2 separate regions of the Oryctolagus cuniculus genome follow, and region 2 is linked to region 1. Evidence: chromatin contacts called from public Micro-C data. All regions are on one chromosome and are shown on one strand. The core of a region is the stretch at or near the end of the contact, and the rest is flanking DNA. Distances in the headings are between cores, read along the strand shown. Region 1 holds the start of UBQLN1 (ubiquilin 1). Region 2 holds the start of RMI1 (RecQ mediated genome instability 1).

Region 1 (3,627 bases), core at 428-2,927:
TGTAGACTTGGGTATCTAGGAAAGTTTCAAAGAGGAAGGAGTAACAATAGGCAAAAGGCGGGGGATGGCGTGAAGCATGACCCCAGGGGAGAAAAGCATGTGACAGAATGGGAAATATCACAGGATGAGGGCAGTTAGGCATGTGAAAGCAAGCTGAGAGTCACTCTGGATGGATGAGGCAGCCTAGCCAAAGCATGCAGGAATCACAGGAAACCAGGCACCGGAGAGCTAAGGAGGTTGTCCAGTGGTGGCACCTTCTATGTGCAGAAGTATTGATTACTGCACACTACACATAACCAAGTAACACCCATCAGCAGGGGGCCCTTCTTCAGGTTGGTTCACAGTACTGGCAGAAATGCAGGTGCCACCAAATGCTATCTTCATTGCAATCTATACCTTCAGAACTTCTTGTAGATACAGTCCCCACAGGCTCCTGCTAAACAAACAAACAAACAAAAACCCAGTGTTTATACAACAGTATTTATTATAGAACGGGTTGGGGTGGGTATCGGGGTGAGCAGCGCGTGCATCGCATTCTGCGTTTTGACTGCCGAAACCTTTCCTGTCTTCCAGCCTGATTTAAAAAAAAAATCGACTATGACGTAGGAATTGCTTTCAGCCACGTCTTAGGCCTAAAGGAGTGCAAAAACAGTGTGTGTGTGTGTGTGTGTGTGTGTGTATGTGCTTAACCGGGGCCCTTGCGGGCGCTCAGGGTTTACAATTGGGCAATACTGCTTAATACAAGGTACTGGGCTGTACTTTGCTTGCAAGTCATCTTTAAACCAAACGATGACATAATTTGCAAACGCTGGCTTCTCAGAGGTACACTAACTTCCTGCTCCTGCGCGCACCGAGACAGGTTGACCGATCCTAGGTGTCACCTAAAACAGGAACTGGGATGGAGTAGGAAATGGACAGCGGCTGGGCCCCGGGGGAGCCGCCGCGACCTCGCTCGAGGGCGGGAAGCGCAGCCCCCAGCGGCGACCCCGCGGGTTGCGCAGGGGTCCCAAGCGCCCACTCCATCCTCCTCCCGCCGTGATGAACACCTTTCCCCCTCCTCCGTTAACTGTCCTCCAACTCCCGTGCCCAGAACAGCCACAACACGCCTTGACGTCTTCCACGCACGCAACACCTAGCATAGTGAAATAACAAACCCCCTCACCGCTAATTAACCCCCAGACGCTCCCCGCCACGGGTCCCGGACACGGAAACCTAAGTCGGGGAGAAGCCAGCAGGCCAGGCCAGGCGAGGCGAGGCGAGGCGACTCCTCGCCCACCGCAGAGTCGGGGAGCGACGTAAAAGGGTGGGGAGACTACCGGGATCACGAGCGCGCAGGCGCACACTCGGCCGCGGCCCTCAGTGGTCGAACCCCTTTCTAGTAATTTCGCTACCCGTGACGTCATCGCGGCGCGCCGCCACAGTGCGCCCGGACACCGCGTTTTATTTTTTGGTGAAGTGTGTGTGTGTGGTGAAAGGGGAGCTGTTAAAAAAAAATGAAAAGCCTCAACTCGCCCCATTTTGCTCTTTCTCCCACACTTTGGGCGGGAGAGGAAGAGACACCGAGCCGGAGCCCCCCAAAGCGCGCCGGCCGGGGGATGACTCGGCGCCGTCGCCGGCCGCGTTACCCGGCGTGCCCCGCGCGGCGCCGGCGCAGGAGCGTGGGGGAGGGGCGGGGAGGAGGAGGAGGAAGCGGCGGCGGCGGCTGCGGATGTCGCTGCGAGCGAGCGGCGGCTGACTCCGCGGCGGCTGCCGAGCGCCCGAGTCGGGCCTGCCTGCGCCGGCCCCCCAGCGAGCGCGGCTCCCCGGCTGCCAGGGCGGCCCCGAGGCGGCGTTGCCCTGCCTTCCCCGCCGCCCGGGCCGGCCGGCTCTGGCGTCGCCTGGCTCGCCCTCGTTCGCCCGCTCCCTCCTGCTCGCCTGAGTCACCGCCGCCGCCGCCGCCGCCATGGCCGAGAGTGGTGAAAGCGGCGGCCCTGCGGGCTCGCAGGACGGCGCCGCCGCGGCCGAAGGTGCTGGCGCCGCCGCCGCCGCCGCCTCGGCGGAGCCCAAGATCATGAAAGTCACCGTGAAGACCCCGAAGGAGAAGGAGGAGTTCGCCGTGCCCGAGAACAGCTCGGTCCAGCAGGTGAGGCGGCCGGAGCGGCCGGTTTCGGGTGGGCCTCGGGAGGTGCCGCGGGCTGCCCTGCGGGTCTCAGGCCGCCGCGGGTGGCACCCAGGTTGGGGGCTCGGTCCGCCGAGGTCCGTGTCGGGGCCGCCCCGCCGCGCCGGGCCCGGAGCCGTCCTCGCGTCCCCCGGTGCCCAGCTGCCCGCCCGCCGCCGCCTCCCCTGCAGCTCCGCACAAAGGAAAGGGACCAGCGGCTGCCTGCGGGCGGGGCCGGGGGTCCGCGCCGGTGCGGGCTGCGGTTTTGTGCGGCGGATCTTGGAGGCGGTGCGGTTGGGGTCGTGTGCGTGTGTGTGCTTTGTTCCACCTGCCCGCGGGTTGGGGTGGGTATCGGGGTGAGCAGCGCGTGCATCGCATTCTGCGTTTTGACTGCCGAAACCTTTCCTGCTTTCCAGCCTGATTTAAAAAAAAAAAATCGACTATGACGTAGGAATTGCTTTCAGCCACGTCTTAGGCCTAAAGGAGAGAAGCGGACGACTTTCGTTCATTGATGACTTCCTGTTTCTTTATTGTATTGCATTTGTGGTCTTTGGGATGCCCCGTCGGGTGGGGTTTTGTTTGCGTTTTAGAGGGGCTGCAGCGACTGAGCGGGTACAGCAGTCGTGAGTGGGTGAGCGGAAACAAAGTGGAGTTAGTGGAGATGAGCAGATACTCAGTGGTACGGATTCCGCGGGTCACCCGGGAAGCCCGCTCGCACGAGCACCCGGTCCCGGCCTGGGTGTGAGCCGGCCCTGGGGACGGAGCGCGGTGGGGCCGTGCTTGGTGGAGCGGTGAGGAGTGTGGGACCTCCTGATCAACTCCATCACTCTGTTTTTGTCTCCCAGCATCCTTAACAGTTTTCCTTGACATGTTTATATACGTGTAGAACGGCTGGAAGACGAGCCACGAGGGTGACCCTCGCCTGAGATCAGTGTTTTCCTGCATTCGCTCAGCTGTCTCCTCTGTTGTAATAGACTGCGTCTTGGATGTATTTCCGAGTTGCTGATGTCGGTATGTGTAAACCTGAAAGGCATTGCCAAGCATTGTGTGCGTCATTAACTTGAGGCGCCCCCCCTTTTAGGTAAATTTGACATGAAATTCACCAGGGTTGCCATTCTGTTCTCAAATGCCTTCGTCTTTGTAGGTCAAGCTGGTAACAAGGTGTAGAGTATTCTCTTCCTGACTGACTAGAAAGTTTACTCTTGCCTGTCCCAGTCAGTTCAGTCACTGCCCCACCCCCCAACTTTTGTTTTGTTTCTTGTCACCATATGTCACGTTCGCGTGTTCCAGAACTTAAGTGGAACCATACAGTATGTAATGTACTCCTCTGGGTAAGGCTCCCTCCTCCCCGCATGATGTTTGTGAGATTCATTCTTGCCTGTATGAGTAGTTACTCCTTTTAGTTGTTGTGCAGTTTCCACTGTATGGATAAACCATAATTTCTTCGCCATCGAGGGTCGCCTGGGTTTCTGGTTGGTTACTGTGCAAAT
Region 2 (3,627 bases), core at 419-2,918, 290 kb before region 1:
CCCCTACAAACATGCATCAATTCTTGGCTGAACGTTTCATAAAAATCCGAATTTTCTATCTTAAAGCTAAAATGTGAGTTAAATATCACCAACAAGACTGCACAGCCTTCATGGTAGGGGCTGCATGATATGGGAAATTACACCGCCACTTAAAGAGAACTTCTAGAAGCTCCACAACACCGGACGTGATCCCTGAATTGTATTTGTTAACTCCCCTCCCAAGATGTCAACGCTGAGATCCTGAAGTCCTCAGTTTCCCCTACAACCATCCAAGGGTTTTCTTCCCAATCAGGCAGGGAGAGAATGGATGGATGGATGTCACCACTGCATTTAAAAGGACGCTGGTGCATCCTATTTTGCAAAGTGTTGAAGAAGGGAATTAAGTTGCAATAAGAATGAATCAGCACAAACCCATCACCAACTTAAAAAAAAAAAAAAAGTACGTATTCTGCTCCCGGCGGGTTTAGCGCCCTTGTGTCGACGTTAACATCTTTCTGCCTCAACAAGTTCGCGCCCGCAGGTGCAAGGCGGCGTTCAGGACGTGGAAAACGGGTACTCAGGGCGGCGACTACCCAGGTCTGTCACAGACGCAGAGTGACCTTAGGGGCCTGAACAAAAGAAGTCATCAAGCCTTAGGCCCCGGGGCTGGGAAGAGGAATCGGCACGAAGCGGGAGCGCGGAGCAGCAGGAAAGGACACCTAGGTGAGGGCGAGGGGTTTTGTCAGCCTGCAGCACGGTCCCGGTGCCCGCGGCTCGGGCGGGCGCGGCAAGAGCGAAGGGAACCCGACTCCGACGCCCACACAACGTGCTCCCGCCATCCGCACTCGGTTCAGACGAATGCGATATTTACTTCCCGAAACTGCAATAAACTACGACAACACTATAAATGATCCCCTCCACCGCGTTCTTCAAAACAAGGAAAAGAATGAACAATCTCGTCAGAAACGGAGGAAAAAAAAAAAAAAGCCTGGGGTCCTCCCGCCACCCCCAACCAGGACCGAGCGCGGACGCCGGCCCGGACTCGGGCTCGCCCCGCGCTTCCTTCCCGGGACCCCGCTCGCCGGCCGGGCCTCCGGGGGTCCCGTCCCGCACCGCCCCGCAAGCCGGGCGCGGCCGGGGGGCGTCCCGGGGACCCCGCGACGTGTGGACGGTGGGGGCCGGGCGTCCCCCGGGGCCGAGCACCGACCTGGGCGTCCCGCCGTCCGCTCGCGCCACCGCGGGCCCGCAACGGTGAGCACGGAATTCGGCCCTGCGAGCCCGCGAACGATTTTTTTTTTTTTTTTTTTTTTTTTTTTGCCTCTTCCCGCCCGATTTCCCGCGCGCTTCAGCCCCTCCCCCAGTCCCGACAGACGCCGTCTGCCCTCGAAGACGCCCCTGCGCCGCCCCCTCCCCGTGCGCGTGAACGAGGCCGGTTCTCGCGATACCTTCTCCCCTTCCCTCCCCCTAGGTAGCGAGTGCGCGAGCGAGCGAGGAGGAGGGCGCTCCAGGCGACGGCACTGCAGACGCCATTATCCTCTGTTTCTCTGCCGCACCGACCTCGACCTCCTGTCTGCGGGCTCTAGGTAATTGGAGTTACTGGGGCTTAGGAACTGCGGCTTTAGACACGGGCTAGGCCTCCCCGGAAGGCTGCGGCTGACTTCGTCCCAGCCCGGGTTTTCTTTCAGGCCCTTCGTGGCCTCACAGCCCGAAGGGAGGCGCCGGCGGGGGGCGGGGCTGTGGCCGCCGTGGCCCTGACTGGCGCGGTCGGCGGCCAATCGCTTCGCACTCGCGCCACCGCCGAAGCTCGCGCAGCCAATCGGGCGCGGCGGCGGGGGTAAGGGGGCGGGAGGCGGGGGAGGGGGGCTCGCGCTCGTTCTCTGTCTAGCTGTGACCGGCTGAGGCGGCGCGGCGGGCGAAGGGACGGCGGCCTCGCGCGGTGAGGAGCGGCGCCGAGCGGGCGGCGCGCGGGGACGAGGGTCGGAGCCCGGCTTCTCCGCTGGAGAGAGGCTTTCCCGGGGGCTGTTGGTGGTTGGCCGCTTCTCGGAGAGGGGGGGAGGGCAAACGGTGGCCGCCTCCCCTCCCCCACCTCCGCCATTTCCCTGAGCGTCTATCTGCAGTCCGCGCCGCGGTGTCAGACCCTCCGGGGGACCGCGAGGCACGTGCCTGCTTGGGGAGGGCCTGTAGTTAGGCGGCGTTGGGAGCCGGGCGCTGCGTGTGTGAGGAGAAGCGGCGGCCGGCGGTCGGGAGTCGGAGGCGGTGCGAACGCTGCAGCGCTCTTTGTGCGGCTCCCCCCGGGCCAGGGGTTGGGGGAACGGCCTCGGTGGCTTTGTCTCCTTCGGGCGCTGGCGGGGGTGGGTGGGTGCGGGGGACGCGATCGCGGGACCGCGTGGTGGGTGGGGGAGGGGGTCCGCGCTCGGCTCCGCCTCGGAGCACGTAGTCGCCATTACGCGGGCCGCCATTTCCTGTCGGGTCGCGGCAAGCGGAGGTGCGGCTTTTTTTTTTTTTTTTTTTTTTTTTTTTTTTTTTGCCGTCGGCTTTGGCCCTTTTCTGCGCCCGGGCCGGCTCGGCTATTGGCAGTCGCGGTGTCGGGAGGCGAAGAGGGGGCAGCGCGGGGGCGGGCGCTCCCCGAGTGGCTGCGGGGTCTGCGGAGTGGGGACTGCGGTGCCTCGAGGTTGAGCTGCGCGCGGCCCCCGCACTCTTGACGGTAGACGCTGCGTTTCAACTCCAGCCACCCTAGCTAAAACTCAGAATAGGACTGTGTGCCGGGCCGGGAGTTACCGTTTCCGTTAGCCGTTAGGAGACCAGTGTTAGGGAAGAAAGCTTTTTTTTTTTTTTTTAAGTTTGCGCTCTCTGGCCATTCTCGTGGAGCCGTTTGTCGACCCCTGTGGCTCCTAAGAAAAGCTAGGAGAGACCCCATGCCTTTCGAACACTGCAGAGTGTGTTTCAGGGTTCAGCTAATGGTTAGGGCGAAGTGTTTTAACCTAATTCACACTGTTCCGCCAGTTGTGGTCAAGGGTCCTGTTCAGTAATCAGAATGGTAGTAGCGGTTTGGGTCTGTTGCCGTATCGGGTTTTTCGATTCGTCCCCCTGGCTGTTGGATATGGCTTGCATCTGTCCTTGTATTTGTAAACTTGAGAGATTTCTGAGAATGGTCATCACTGGAAAGGCAGCCAAAAGCGATTCGATGTTCCAGTTTACAACTAGATGGTTTCTGATTAGTCTCTGTAATATACTGGTGTTTTAAGGGCGAAATGGAAGCCCATTGACTTAGCTTTTTCAGGTGTCTGAATATACAGTGTGAAAATTAGTTTTGCCTTTCTTGGCCAAAAATCAGACTCCTTGGAGATTTTTGCGCAGGCGCTTGAATTTGAAAACCTGAAAAAGAAGAGGCAAGTTTTAGAAATAGCTATGTAGTTTGTTGTGCTTCATTCGGTGTCTGTGGTGATCAGAAATTAGTAATGAAAGTAAACAAAGCAAAATGATTTATGTTGGTTTTTATAGGCTACTGCAGCACTAGGGTGTCAGTTGTTGGTCCCGCCCCGAATACTTCAGTTCTGCTCTGCAAGGATATAGAATAACTGGTACGTTTTAGAAGTAGTCTTTTTTCCTTAAATATTTAGTAAGATGTGGGGCTTAACTTTCCGAAAA

What was found. A called contact is a pair of places that touch in the nucleus more often than the background predicts.
Region 2: a Micro-C map of ear pinna shows a contact between it and region 1, with 5 times the contacts expected there. The contact joins the promoter of RMI1 here to the promoter of UBQLN1 in region 1. A contact is called at or near these places in 2 of 6 Hi-C or Micro-C datasets (ear pinna and an unstated tissue).

Annotation. Positions count from the first base shown.
Region 1 is chr1:134,663,629-134,667,255 of mOryCun1.1, reverse strand. It overlaps UBQLN1 (ubiquilin 1), which reads left to right and starts at 1,677. Exons shown (of 11, transcript XM_070048911.1): 1 at 1,677-2,122. The coding sequence starts at 1,943. It overlaps LOC138843811 (a long non-coding RNA gene), which reads right to left and starts at 1,349. Exons shown (of 4, transcript XR_011378822.1): 1 at 1,163-1,349; 2 at 255-433.
Region 2 is chr1:134,953,447-134,957,073 of mOryCun1.1, reverse strand. It overlaps RMI1 (RecQ mediated genome instability 1), which reads right to left and starts at 1,668. Exons shown (of 4, transcript XM_051833755.2): 1 at 1,425-1,668. It overlaps HNRNPK (heterogeneous nuclear ribonucleoprotein K), which reads left to right and starts at 3,481. Exons shown (of 16, transcript NM_001082125.1): 1 at 3,481-3,560.